Linked DNA regions of Mus musculus: all the other regions are linked to region 3. Evidence: chromatin contacts called from public Hi-C and HiChIP or PLAC-seq data. All regions are on one chromosome and are shown on one strand. Each heading gives the region's core, a stretch centred on a gene start, on an enhancer-like site or on the middle of the called end of the contact. The rest is flanking DNA. Distances are from core to core; before and after follow the strand shown.

The links. Hi-C and Micro-C count contacts between places; a contact is called where the count stands out from the background. HiChIP or PLAC-seq counts read pairs in DNA pulled down with a chosen protein or histone mark.
Region 1: a contact with region 3 is called in an H3K4me3 HiChIP or PLAC-seq map of bone marrow-derived macrophages, with 2.9 times the contacts expected there. The contact joins the enhancer-like site here to the promoter of Paxip1 in region 3. A contact is called at or near these places in 1 of 39 promoter capture datasets (cranial neural crest), 2 of 484 Hi-C or Micro-C datasets (B cells and CD8 T cells) and 7 of 115 datasets of contacts at active chromatin or transcription factors (bone marrow-derived macrophages, embryonic forebrain, embryonic limb bud and 4 more).
Region 2: a contact with region 3 is called in a Hi-C map of cerebellum, with 2.1 times the contacts expected there. The contact joins the enhancer-like site here to the promoter of Paxip1 in region 3. A contact is called at or near these places in 5 of 39 promoter capture datasets (the 3T3-L1 cell line, HPC-7-derived erythroid cells, cranial neural crest and 1 more), 2 of 484 Hi-C or Micro-C datasets (cerebellar granule neurons and cerebellum) and 3 of 115 datasets of contacts at active chromatin or transcription factors (embryonic stem cells and stem cell-derived neural progenitor cells).
Region 4: a contact with region 3 is called in an H3K4me3 HiChIP or PLAC-seq map of embryonic stem cells, with 14 times the contacts expected there. The contact joins the promoter of Cnpy1 here to the promoter of Paxip1 in region 3. A contact is called at or near these places in 3 of 39 promoter capture datasets (cranial neural crest, neural stem cells and second pharyngeal arch cranial neural crest), 6 of 484 Hi-C or Micro-C datasets (all in embryonic stem cells) and 6 of 115 datasets of contacts at active chromatin or transcription factors (embryonic stem cells, large pre-B cells and stem cell-derived neural progenitor cells).

What each region holds. Positions count from the first base shown.
Region 1 is chr5:28,257,622-28,261,073 of GRCm38.p6, reverse strand. No RefSeq gene overlaps it. Among named protein-coding and RNA genes, the nearest start is that of Gm35524, 34 kb to the left of the region's middle. Within about 2 kb of position 1,478, at least 23 of the 459 cell types and tissues checked have an H3K27ac peak or open chromatin away from gene starts, as enhancers often do. A contact at or near this core is called in bone marrow-derived macrophages and memory CD8 T cells, where this site is marked.
Region 2 is chr5:28,237,133-28,240,614 of GRCm38.p6, reverse strand. It overlaps a transcript of Cnpy1 not described here. Among named protein-coding and RNA genes, the nearest start is that of Cnpy1, 29 kb to the right of the region's middle. Within about 2 kb of position 2,209, at least 19 of the 459 cell types and tissues checked have an H3K27ac peak or open chromatin away from gene starts, as enhancers often do. A contact at or near this core is called in cerebellar granule neurons and cerebellum, where this site is marked.
Region 3 is chr5:27,789,343-27,792,859 of GRCm38.p6, reverse strand. It overlaps Paxip1 (PAX interacting (with transcription-activation domain) protein 1), which reads left to right and starts at 1,310. Exons shown (of 21, transcript NM_018878.3): 1 at 1,310-1,661. The coding sequence starts at 1,581.
Region 4 is chr5:28,208,321-28,211,450 of GRCm38.p6, reverse strand. It overlaps Cnpy1 (canopy FGF signaling regulator 1), which reads left to right and starts at 1,283. Exons shown (of 3, transcript NM_001310511.1): 1 at 1,283-2,327. The coding sequence starts at 2,178.

The DNA.
Region 1 (3,452 bases), core at 229-2,728, 470 kb before region 3:
TAAGTACAGGGTTGAGAGAGCGTCAGATTCCAAGAAGAATTCTATCCCTGGGTTTGCAGCCTTTCTGATGCTGCAGCCCTTTAATACAGTTTCTCATGTTGTGGTGACCCCTAGCCATAAAATTATTTTGGTTGCTACTTCATAACTGTAATTTTGCTACTTTTACAAATTATATTCAACCACTTTTGGAGATGGAAGTTTGTCAAAGTGGTCATGACTCACAGATTGAGAGCCATCTATCCAGTGGGAGCTGGAAGGAGTGTCGGGTAGAATGAGGTTGAGGTGAAGTGCTAAAGTGTGATGTTGAGGAGGGTGTAGGTTACACTCTTCCCCAGAGTTGGTCTCTCAGTCTCAGGGTCAGCTGGGCCTTTCTGTCCCACCCCAGCACATTACAGCAGCCTCCCAGGCCCCCCATAGGGCCCACCAGAGATGAAGCAGAGCTTCTAGCACCTCAAACAGGCCCTCTTACGCACAGACCCCGTACTGGTCATCTTTCTTTACTCTGATTTTATAAAACTTCTGCTCCTATGCAAATAGGAGGCCCAGCCTAGGGGACTGGCTGCTGCCTGTAGGGGTGTGCTGAGGGCCAGCTGCCCAAGAGGGAATATGCCTATGAAGGCAGCTGCCTGAGGAAGCCTACAGCACCAGGTTCCAAGTCTTCCAGAGGGAGAGGTAGTGCAAGGAGCAGCTGACGCAGAGAACATGGGCCCTTGGGGCTGGCAAGAGGAGGCATAAACTGGGAGGGTTTAGAAGGCAGAATAAAAACTCCTGTTACCTTTTCCCTCTTCTCCCTGTGCTGTGTGCAGTGTGAGTGGGGTTTCAGAGCCTTGGTGCGGATTTTAATTAAACATGTGTTGGAGGTGCTCTGTGCATTTGAAGATGCCAATGAGTTCAGAACACACCCAGCATGGGCTGGGCACAGGGTCATGTGGGCAAATAGCCCAAAATCTGGGTGAGGAGTTAGAAACTATATAAGGTCCCAGCATGGGCACCCCCTCCCCAGTTCATTTGTTTCTTTGTTTGTGTGTGTGTGTGTTTGTGGTGTATATATGTTCATGCAGGATCATACTTGTGGAGGCCAGAGGTTAAGGCTGGCTGTTTTCTGAGTTTCTCTCCATCTTAGTTTTTGAAACAGGGTGTCTCACTGAATCTGGAGCTCACCAGTTCAGCTAGACTAGCTGGCCATTAACCCACTGGGATCCCTTCTATCTCTGCCTCCCCTCTGGGATTACAGGTGCATGCTGCTGTGCCAGGCTTTTCACTTTTGTTCTGGGGATTAAAAACTCAGGTGGTCACACTCCTTACACTTCTCCTCACATTTCCCCTTACACTTCCCCTCACATTTCCCCTTACATTTTCCCTCACACTTCCCCTCACACTTCTTCTTCATACCCCTCCCCCCATACTCCCCTCTCACACTTCCCCTTCACACTTCCCCCTCACACTTCCTCCTCACACTTCCCCATCATACTTCCTCCTCACACTTCCCTTTCACGTTTCCTCCTCATACTACCCACTCATACTTCCTCCTCACACTTCCCTCTCATACTTCCCCTTCACACTTCCTCCTCACACTTTCCCTCACACTTCCCCCTCACACTTTCTCTTCACACTTCTCCCTACAACTTTCCCCCTCAACACTTTCTTCTCACACTTGCACAGCCAGCACTTTACTGTCTGGGCTGCCTCTCTCACCCACATTGTTCTCAGTGGCAAACTCACCAATAGCTGCTTCCATTTCTATTTGAAGCAAGCCCACCTAGGAGAACTGGATGGGAATGACTCCTGGTTTGGTTTGAGTCCCTGTCTCCATGCAGATGACTTCAAGCAGACAGCAGGTACCTCAAAATACCAGAGGCAGTGCCACTCTGTGTCTTGAGGCAATCCTAATTCTCTCTCATAGATAAACAGAAATGGACGCCTATCATCATCCAAAGGGAAAGAAAACACTTGCTGTCCCATTTAGGGGGTGACACCTGGGGCAGAGGGTGGAGCAGCATTCTGCTCCACGTCTATACTCTTGATTATTGCTGTCACTGAGGGGCTGCTTGCTGAGTATGCAGTCCTGACTTGGTTTCCCCTCCAGCGATGCTGCAGATGTTGATTCTGCATCCAAGGAGGCAGGCTGTTCTTAAAGCTGATGAGACTGGTAAGCAAAGCCAGGTGGAACCCTGTTCCACACCTGCAACACTGGAGGAGTATCTTATGGGAGTTGTCTCACAAGCTTGTAAGGTGGGACCCCAGCCTGTGGGTAACCTGCTGATGCCCACTGTGCTGTGAAGTCCTAAAAGCTTTGGTCTCAGGAAGGTCTCAGTCTGGAGGCAGCACCAATGCCAGTACCTCTCAAATCAGCCGTCAGAATCCATTGTCCCAGCTGTGTGCTCCTCGATCTGGAAGGCAGAGCTGAAGCTGCTCTGTGCTGTTTTTTTCTGCACATTTCTTTGTAAAGGGTCAGCTAGAAGGCAGCTTAGATCCCACAGGCTGGGCAGTCTTTACACTATTAAGACTTTTCTCTCTATACCACAAAAGCCACCTCCAAAATCCTAACTGGGTCAACAACATGGGTCGAACATGATGAACATGCTTGGTACCAAGCCCAGTAACCTGGGTTTAATCCCCAAAACCCACATGGAGGAAGGCAAAAACTAATTCGTAAAGTTGTCCTCTACTCTCCATACATGCACTGTGACATGTATACCCTCTCCAGAGTGAGATAACTAAACGTAATAAAAAGAAAATCTGTAAACACTTGAGCATGCCTATGTTCCAATAAACCTTTATTTATAAGAGCAAGTGGAGGAGCTTAATTTGACCTGTGCTTGGTAGCTTCCCAGCCCTGTTGTACAGGTTCTGGATCTACCCGCAACTGTTTCTCAGTTGCCCCATGCATGTACCCTCTTTATTCAGAACTCACTCACCTCTCTGCCACACCACTTCTTCGTCCTGGGGACTCAGTTTAAGACATGTGGAATTATCATCCCATTCCTCAGGTAAGGCCTGGGCATGCCCTTCCCCAGAGTCCTGCAGTTGCAGTGCTGGGTACCAGGCTGGCTCCATGCCTGCATCCTTGCTCCTGCTGGCTTGCATCTCTACTGCCTAGCTGAATGCTGGAGGGGAAAGAAGAGCTTGGAGGAGGTGGTAGAGAAACAAACGTACTGGCAAGCCACCTAACCCTTGGGAGACAGAAACCCCTGTGGAAAGGAAACTATTCTTCTCTTTGGTAACTAACTCCGCCCAGACCCCACCTGTTCAAGACATGTGATGCCTGTTATTGTTGACACTTTCTTCCCTTCCATGCCCTTAGGTTGCCCTGTGGCCAGTGAGGTGACAGCCCTGTGGTTCCTTCCTCTCTGATCTAGTCTAGCTGGAGCAGCCACATTGGACTCAGAGGCAGAAGCCACTGTGGGAAAGCACTATGTCCCCCAGCCCTGAATTTCCCCTGACCTCTGACC
Region 2 (3,482 bases), core at 960-3,459, 450 kb before region 3:
TGGATAGGTAGATATATGGATTGATAGATGGATGAATGGGTAGATGGATGGATGGATGGATGGATGGATGGATAGATTTATGGGTAGATAGATGGGTTAATGGATGAATACCCCTGGTCTCCAAGACTGCATAACTTGGGCTGTACACATATTTTAAAAATAAATTATTTGGCAATATTTCACTGGATTTTATTGTAAAGCTTCTTTCCTTGGTGTGGCTTATACATAGAAACCATTTTTAAAAATTTTTAAATTTGTTTGCTCTTTTAGTGAGAACAAGAAAGAGTGTACACAGCATATATGTCCAGGTCAAAGGACAACTTATAGGATCCAGTTTTTTATTTCTGTCATGTATATCCCAAGGAGCAAACTCAAATCTCAGCCAGCCAATTCTGCCCCAAATGCTGCCTGGGTAGGTCTCGGTGGAAATACAGCACTCCATAGGCAGAAGGGCACAGGAGTACAGAGGCTCTTCATCCAACACCACCAGGTCCTGGGCGGCCCTGCTCACTGACCACGGTAAGGTGGGTCAGGAGGTGGCAGCCTGCCTTAGCCAGGGCAGTGAGTCAGGAAATTTGTCTTGGACATATGCCCTAGTCACTGGATATGCAAAAACAAAAAACAGAAAAAAGAAACAACCTCAAACCCAAATAAAAGCCTGCCTCGCTCCTCACTTCACAACTGCTCTCTTCACATGCAGTAGGCCACACGACCACTACAGTAGTGTGGTAGACAATGCCAGGATGAGTCAGAGTATCCAGAGCTCACAGAGCAGGGAAAGAAGAGACATGGGTGGTCAGTTTAAGTGGCTGCACTTGAGTTCCACATGAAGTCTGGGGATATAGGAGCTAAATGTCTCCTCCACACTCATTAATCTTCAGGAACAAAGATGGACATCAATTGGCAGGAAAGGGGCTGCAGTGCGGGGAGATGGCAGAATTGCCTTCTAGTTTGTGCTGTTATTTATCCCTTGGGAGAGCCTCTTTATCACCACCCTGAGTGTCCACCCCATGCAAGAGATAATAGGGATTTTATTTGGGGCTTGGCTGTGGGGGCAGCAGACTCCAGTTCCTCACCTCACAGAGATGTTCCTCTGATCAGTCCCCTCTTCTCCAGTGCAGTCACACCAGGAACAGAAACAGCCACAGGAAATTCTCTTTCAATCCACTTTTCAATCCACTGAAATGGCCCAGATGTTCAACATGGTGGTGGGCAAGACCTGATGGGCATAGCTATCTGACTCTTCAGCACCAGGACGGACACCCTATGTCTGCGTGATGCCTGATACCAACACAGGGAGCTTACCTCTAATCCCTTTGTTTAGGTCAGCCTGGCACCCTGATCACTAGGGCTGTCTCAGACTTCCTCATCTCCCACGTCCCTAGAAGAACCTACAAGTCCACATCCCGAGAGAACCTGAAGAGATGGAGCTTCCATTCATCCACTGTCCTCTGTGGCTTAGGAGTATCCAGTGCTTGCTGGCACTGTGCCTACAGCCCTGCGCACCTCCTTGCACATTCACACGTGATCTAGAGTCTTGTCACCTGCAAGTCTCCATGCTAACCCTTGCGATCCAACAGAGGAGACCTCCAAAGTGCCTAGGCCCTGCCATCAGGGCTCTTTCAAGGCCAGTGCAGCTGGATTGTACACTGAGCTGGGAACAGGTTTAGCCCTGGTCCCAGCAGCCAGGCTCCCTTCCTGATTAGCTTCTTGCTAGCAAGTCTGAAGTCACCAGGCAGACCATTAAGAGGACCAGAGTTAGTGAGAGCAAGGGTTCCAGGCAGTGACTTGTCTAAGTCCATATATGGATGTATATGTGCCTAGGTGTGTATGCTCAATTATATGTATGTGCATGTGTGTGTGCACCTGTATAAGTGTGTGTATGCATATCTGTATGTCTGCACATGTGTATAAGTGAATCTGTGTGAGCACATGTGCATGTGTGCATGTACACATGAGAATAAATGGGTGGCTACCAGAAACAGGCTCTTATTTGCCTTTCAGAGCAGAGACAGCCTAGGCACAACTGTGGATGGTGTGGCGCTCTGTTTTAGCTACAATGATGACACCTTGATTGATTAGGAAGCTCTTGGTATCCCAGAGCTGGGAAGGGAAGATAAGTCACATTTCCTGCTTATTGGGCAGGACTCACAGTCCTGTGGGGCTTGTGCTGTTCCAGGAAGAGCCAGCAGGCGGATCTTTCTCCCACTGCTTCTCATCCTCCCAGACCCCCTCAAAGGGTTAACAAGCTCCTCCCTCTCCCCAAACTTAGGGAATTTAACATTTGTGCCTTCTTCACCACTGTGGGGAGAGGCTTTGGATTAAAGGGGGGTGGGGAGTCTTAATCCTCCTCGTGGGCATTGGGACAGTGCGGAGCAGCCAGATCCTAACGTTTGGCCATTTGAAGGGAGGAAGAGCTTCCCCAGCAGAAGCAGGTAATTACAAACTTCTCAAAGAAAGCTCCCTGATCCCGAGATATTGTTCTCTGTTCAAAGATGCTCAGTTCCTTGCTTTGTCCTGTCTGATTTTGCATACTTCACCCATGGCCTCTCTTGAGCACATACAATAACTCCGCACTGTCCTGAAAATGGCCCAAACCTTCCCCCTTTTTGGAGAATGGCACACTCCAAGCCTAAGACAGCCTCATTTGTTGGCCCACTAAAAATGTCAGGCCCTGTTGGGTACCTGGCTCTTTCCTTCTCCCTCATCCTCCACCCTGGGCTTCCTGTGTAGAACTTCCTGAGTTTGCAGGATGGCTGCAGCAGGCAAGGGAAGCCTCCTGGAGACAGAGCTTCTGAGTCAGCTGTCACACTGTGTGCCTGAGAAGGCTGCCTCTGTCCCACTTATTCTTGGCCTTCAGACCTGCCGTGGACATTCTTTACAGACAGCATCTTCTTGTAAGTAGGAATGTGAGTGGTGCTCATGTGAATATTGGGGAGCTGATAATGAGGAGCAAAGGAGAGAGGAGCAATGTCTGTTTTCTGAAGATGGAATGAGGTAGATGTGCTCAAAGGAGTTGGTTCCCTGAGTTAGACCTTCCTTACAGTGTTCTCCTGGCCAGGGGGACACCCTGCTGCAGGCTGCATCCCACAGTACTATGAGGTTTATAATTCAAATTGTTCAGCTAGACATTTAAAAAACAAAACAAAACAAAACCCTAAAAACCTAGAATACTTCTGAGAGAGAAGCAGAAGGCATCATAAAATCAAACAGAGTCCTGGAGGCTCCAGAGCTGCTCGATGGGCAAAGTGCTTGCTATCCATACACAAGAGGTCCTCAGCACCGCATTAAAGCAGCAGGGCCTGTAATCTATGCTGAGAAGGCAGAGAGGCTCCCTCGGGCTTGCTGCCAGCTAGTCTGGGCAAACCCATGGGCTCCAGGGTCAGTGAAACACTGTCTCAGAAGACAAGGTTTGAACAATGGAGCGAGACAGCAGATGTCACACAAACTGTTCTATCTGAGGAGAGGGAAAGCCCCCTCTA
Region 3 (3,517 bases), core at 61-2,560:
AATTGCCAAGCCATTTGTTTTTAACCTAACTGAACTCAGTTTATCCAACTTAAACAGGGTGCTTATTTTCTGATCGCTGTAAAACAAAATGGCTCTGCTCTGAGTTCGTTTGAGACTATAAGAACATCAACACCCGGGGGGGAGGGGGGGGCGCTGGGGAGATGGCTCAGCGGTTAAGAGCACTGACTGCTCTTCCAAAGGCCGAGTTCAAATCCCAGAAACCACAAGGTACAAGGTGGCTCACAACCATCAGTAATGAGATCTGATGCCCTCTTCTGATGTGTCTACAGTGTACGTACATATTATAATAATAAATACATCTTAAAAAAAAAAAAGAACAACACTCTATCTGCATGAAGGTCACAGAAAACACAAAACTTGATTAAAGAGCAGTATCACGAGTTGCGGGACTTGTCATTCTGCGAGCGCCCCACAGCAGTTTCAGCTTGTCATTGTTTCCTGTAACTTTACACATCCATATTTAATATAATTATCTGCTAAGATAATTTTTATAGATTTTGCTGTTTACCTTTAAAAACTATGTTGACCGAGGGTTGGACGGCTCAGCAGTTCAGAACACTTGGTTCTCTTGCAGCATCTCCAAATTTGGTTCCCAACACCCACGTGTCGTGTAACTTCAGTTCCAGGGGATCCTGAAGCCACCTTCTGACTGTTGTGGGCACCAGACACTCACAGGGTGCAGATACATACATGCAGGGAAAACTCCAATACACGTAGAAAAATGTACATTTATTTAGAGAGTGTGTGTGTAATGTGTGTACGTGTGTGCGCAACAGTGTGCTTGTGGAGGCCAGAGAACAACTTGCTGGAGCCGGTTCTTGCTTGCCATCACGTGTGTCCCAGGGATCGAACTCAGATTGGCGGCAGATGTCTGCCTGCTGAGCTATGTCGCCGGCTCCTACTTTGCTCTTAACCTGCCTCATCGAAGATCAGTTCCCCGCCAACTACCTCAGTAGATGCGGAAGGGGCAGACGAAGGAAAGTAACCATTAGCCAGGGTCTGCCTGACTCTGGGCCGGATCGCGTGCTGTCCAACAGCAGCGCTGGCGACAGCTGAAGAGCGAACGCTGGATTGTTCAGGTCCCCTTCCGTGCCGAGGCTCCGCCTCCTTGGCGCATGCGCTGTCAGGTGGCCGCACGGGGTGACGGGAGTCCCGCCCAGGACCCGCCCCCTGGCTAGTCCACTGCGGCCATGTGAGGGAAATAGTCTCTCTGTGTCCTCGGTTCTCGGTCGTGAAAACTCGGCCGGGACAAGGCTGCCATGTGCCGTACGAACTATTGTAGACCATCAGCACTGATGCCCGAAGCGGTGGTGTAAGGAGCGCTGTGCGGCGCGCAAGGCGGGAGGGTCCCACATACTCCCCTGCCGAGCTGGTGTGGTGGTACGTGCCTCAGGGCGCGCACGGCTCCCGCGCTCCGGGCCTCGGACGGGCGGGGGCGCGGGTCCGAGTGCAGCTGCGGCTGCGGGCCGGGCTGTGCCGCCGGGCAGTAGGCAGAGCTACGACGCTGGGCGCGGCGGGCCGGGTGACGCGGGGCCGGGCGCCGCCGCGCCGCCGCGATCATGTCGGAGCCGGCGCCCGAAGTTCCAGAGGAGCTATTCCGCGAGGTCAAGTACTACGCGGTGGGCGACATCGACCCGCAGGTACCGCCCGCGCGGGGCCCCTCTGCCGGGCCATTCCCCCCGCACGCCCCCGCCTCGTCGCGCGCGCGCCCTGCAGGACCCCAGGCCGGAGCCGCGGGGCACGCCGGGCAGCGAAGGGCCGCGGGAAGGGCCTCGCGAGCACCGACCTAGCGCAGCGGCCGGCCGAGCATCTTGCCGGGGCCCTGCTGAGCGTGTCCCTTGCCAAGGGGCCTGTCCTCCCGGCCCCTGATTTTTCCCTTAGGGTGGATTGTACGGTAGGTATGGAAGGTACCCTTGCTTACACGGTCACCGTGATTCGTGCGTGTGATCGTGGGTCTGAATCCATCCACAGGACAGTGGCTGTGATCGTGGTATCTTCAGGACAGTGCCCCAAACATTTCTTTTCTAAACTATGCTTACAGTTGTGTCGCCTTCGGTGTCTGGTAATGTAAGCTAAACGGGTCCTAAGGAAGGAATTGTCCAAGAGCCACTGAGCTTGGCTTTCCAGAGACTCATACTTGTATCCTAGTAACCAAAGTCCGTTGGGTCTTCGGTTGTGTGATCAGTGATTGTAGCTGACTTTTTCTAGTACCGATCACCCCACTACTACCACCACATTTCTTCTTTTACCCTTTCTTGTTCTTCGTTTTAGGACTTTTGCTCTTATAAGGGCCTTGGACTAAATGTCACTTAAAACCAAGAACACATTGAGCTGCGCTGTTTGCCCAACTATGTGTGAAATCTGAGTGCTTTAAAAAAATCCCCCTTGTAAGCCCTTGTATTCTGAAATAGTGCCTTCTTTAAAAGGTTTAGAGCCAGGGCACCCATTCTTTAAGTTTTGTAATACAGATTGAGGAAGCTCACAGGTGGTGAGCACCCCAGTACAGTCTGGGCATCGGGCCTGGTACACGGAGTGCCGTAGAAGAGTGCCCTTGAATACTGAGTCCTACAAATACAACAGGTGGAGGTGCTGGAGGTGTTGAGTGTTAAACGGATATTGAGTCCAAGAAGTTGTTTGTGTGGAGTGCGTGTGCTAGGCATTAAAGGCATTTGTGTATACTTGGCCCGAGTCCTGACGGTCACTGGGCATAGTTACAGTGTGGCTCCTGTGAGATGGAATTAGTAATGCGCAGTTTGAGGAGGTTTGAGTGTCCTTGCGAATACAGAGAAAAGATGGACAGCGCAGTCAGACTTGTTTCTGGAAATTTGTCATGAAGAGAAAGCCCTGGGACCTGAGAAGGCGAGGCCAGGGAGGGCTTGCTGTGTTCATGTTTCTGAGTGATGCGAGGCTAAAGCCGGTGGATGAAGTCTGTGTATGAAGGTAAAGTTACTTGGTCCAGGGAAGCCAGCTCGTGGCTGGGGACTGTCGGTTTTCCATGCAGTGGGTACAGACCTCCTCGGCTGCTCCAGTTCTGAGATGGTGCTTGCAGACTATTCGAGACTGCATTGCTTTCAGCTCTTCCTTGACTCCGGCCTGCACACCACTGTCAAGTTGTTCTCCTCTGATGCCTGGTGGCTGCCTCGTTGACTCTCAGAACTTTGACTCCCATCTGCAATAGGTTATCTCTGGAGAGCCACATTCCTCTCTCAATGTGACCGAGAGACTCTCACCAGATCACACAGGACCAAAAGTAGTGTGCCCACACTGAAACCCAGCAGTGCCTCTTCCTCTCTCTGCTTCCAGTCAATCCCTCCGAGAGATGCCCGCATTTCCATTTCGGCTTTTCTGCTGTGCTTACACCTTGTCTAGTTACTGTGTGATTAATTCTATTCCATTCTGTTTGCTGCTGACATTTCTCTAGTGACCTGCCTCTTCCAGTAGTGAGAGTGGTCACAGTTGTGTCTTAACAAGTACTCCCATGTTGATGTCCATCTGT
Region 4 (3,130 bases), core at 34-2,533, 420 kb before region 3:
TTCTGGAGATGCTTATCTAGCATCCTGTAAGCCCTCAGCAGCAACTGCGCCTGATTTTAAAGACTACTGCAAAAGGCTAGCTAGCTAACGCCATTCAAAAGCTGTCAATCTTCAGACTTAAAAAAAAAAAAGGGCAAAACAAAACCTGTAGAAATTCACGCGCGCGCGCGAACACACACACACACACACACACACACACACACACACACACACACACTATTTGTGCTAAAGGAGGGCACACTGCCTCCTTATCCAAAGGTGTAAGGTTATACTTTAAAACAAACTTCTAAGACTCAGCATTCTTCTGTACACAGCTCTAGGTATTAGGTCAACTTGAAAAGGGAACTAAAACAGAACAGTTTCTAAGGAGGCGAAGACACGCTTAGTATGTGAGGACCTTCCGACCTGGTAACCGGACTGGTCTTCCCAGGGCCCTTTCCCTATGCCTGAGACGTCCCACCCAAGACCCTTCCCCACTCCTACACAGAGCCTGCTTGCTTTTTTTCATGGGAGAGGGAAGGAGAGAATGAAATTCCTAGTTGCTGTTAGGTTTTTTTAAATGAATGACCCTCTTTCGCTGTGACTTAAAATCCTGCTTTGTGGACAACTATAAACTGACACTTTTACGTTAACAGTTAAGGAAAGATGCTCAACAGTCGGGCATCCCGGAAAATCCGAGCCCTCGTTGTGTTAAAGACCTGCTTTGAGTCTTTCGTGTGAGAATTCACCTTTGCGATCTCGCGCCTTTCCCAGTAAACTCTCCGAGTTTACCGGAGAGTCATCCGATTTTCAGTTGTGCCAGTAAACCTGTGAATTTCTTCTTTGCAACTTATAAAGCTTGAAAAGCACAGATAAAAATGCCATTTGTATTTGAAAGTGCCATTGTAGAATCTAGGTTTTTCACTGTAGACATTTATTTATTTTTAGTTTACTGAATTTGAAAAAAAAAAAACTTGACACCTGCTGTGAAGTGTTCTCATTTTAGTTCGCAGACGCATTTAATTAATTGCTCTTGCGAAGCAAGAGCCTTGAGAGTTCCCGGTGGCCTGAGGTTCACCTGGGCCGCAGCAGGTGCGGCGCGATCCTCGTGCTCCGTCCCTGCGCTCCGGGTAAAGTGCGTGCCTGGGGTCGGTTCCTGGTGGACGCTGGGGGCGGCGGCGATCAGGGAGTGTTCCTCTCGGGCTCCGCCATCCGCGCTTTCAAATTAATTGCGGATCGGCTTTGCGGCCAGATGGCGGGGAAACGTCGGGACCCTTTGTGCGCCCCGAGCGCGCCAGTGAATGTCGCGCAGTCGTTGGCACCGGAAGGGTTCACACTGCGTGTGAAAGGGGACAAAGGGAGCTGGATATATCAACACTGCAGAAACCGAGTTCATTTGTCATGCAGCCCCTTTCAGCGCAGTTGTCATGCAAACTTCCTTCTTTGATCAGCAGAGGGTGGAGAGAGAGAAAGCCCGCAAAGCCGCGGGCCCGGACGAACGCCCTTGGCGGCTCCACGCCCCTTCCGGAAGGAGCCGCAGGGACCCGGCCTCCTGCACCTTGACCCGTCTAGACGCCGCACAAGGTTTTGTCTCGGTTTCCAAGGGCGCGGGGTGCTCTTTGACCCGCGCCCGGGGCGGAGGTGGTGGCACGGATCCCAGCGCGCCCCGGCAGGTCCTGGAGGGAGAGGGGCTCCCGGGACGCGCGCCAGCTGTTCCCAGAGCAAGCCGAGGCCGATGAGGGGCAACCGGGCCCTGCTGCCCCTGACAACCTCGGTGTGGACCCCGCATAGCCTCCTCGGGAAGTCCGGAAGGCGAGGGGGGCAGCGCGACGCGGGATGGGCAGAAGTGTGGCTTCCCCACAGAACTGATGCGCTCTCGACGCCCCCCTCTCCTCCCATTTTCTGTGCTTCAGCCTCTACTCAACAACTTTTAAAAATTATCTTTAAGTACAGCTTCTAGATTTCTCTGTCTCTTACTGTCCACTGTCAAGCACGTTATTTTCTCACTAGAATTTAAGCCTGCTTTAAGCTGCATAAAGAATGATGCGGCTGCGGGAAGCCGTCCCTTCACTTGTTCACTGGACCCGCGTGGGCGTGGGCGTGGGCATGGGCAAGTGTCCTGGCTGGTTCTGTTCTTCTTGTAGGTTCCCCTGGCCCAGTCCGAGGCGTTCCTCATCGACCTTTTGGATAAAGTGTGTATGCGAATGAACGATTACCAGCTGGAGGACGACCCAGTGACCAAGCAGAAGTATTTCAGGAGATATGCTCCGAGGAAGGGAGACAAAATATACAAAGAATATAAAAAGTTCTTCTTTTATTCTGATGCCTTCAGACCTTTGAAATTCGCGGTAAGCCCCCTTCTAAGAGCCTGTTGGGGTTCCCCTTGCCTTCCTGGAGCTACTCTTGAGTGGTTGATGAACAGTGCACAGTCAGGTACACTCACAGCCCTGCTGTCCTGTGCTGCCCCTCAGCTTAAGTCTTCATTGAACACTTGGTGCTTTGGCTTGTGAGACATCTCAGGGGTGGTGGCATGCTTCGGTGATCTGTGGGGAAGGTGAAGGGAGTTTTATAAAAGCAAGGTGCCTTGTGTCCCCTGTCCTGGGGACATGGACACCATTTGCACATTGCTTGTCTGGGTATTCTGCTGGTATGGAGAGCCTTTCTTGTTGCCTAAGGAAGCAGGGGTTGTGGTTTCTCAGCTGAAATCCGAATGGAGGCCAAGAGTCGTTAACAAATATATATATAGAGAGAGATAAATGTTGGAGCTGTGGCCCCAAAATCCTTTCTCCCACCCCCACAGGCTTCTCGGGAAGAGTGTTTTCCTAGGGTTAATTCAAGTTTTGTATCTCAGGCTAGGCTACACCAAGTGGGTCAAGAGCTAAAGCTAAATCAGCTAAAGCTGATTTTACAAAAAGTTAACCTCAGTCTTACTAGGGTGTGCCTTGAAAAAATACATTGCTGTAGAATCACACAGTGATGGGCAGGCCTTGTTTAAAAAAATTTATTAAGTTCACACAGTGGCCGAAATGTCAGGCCTGCTTCAGCCCCAACATGGGGCTGTAGCTGACATTTGGAGATTTCATTTTAATTAAAAAGCGAGGGCAATGATTCAGGGCTAAAAGTCCCATGGAACCCGGACACGGATGTGAGC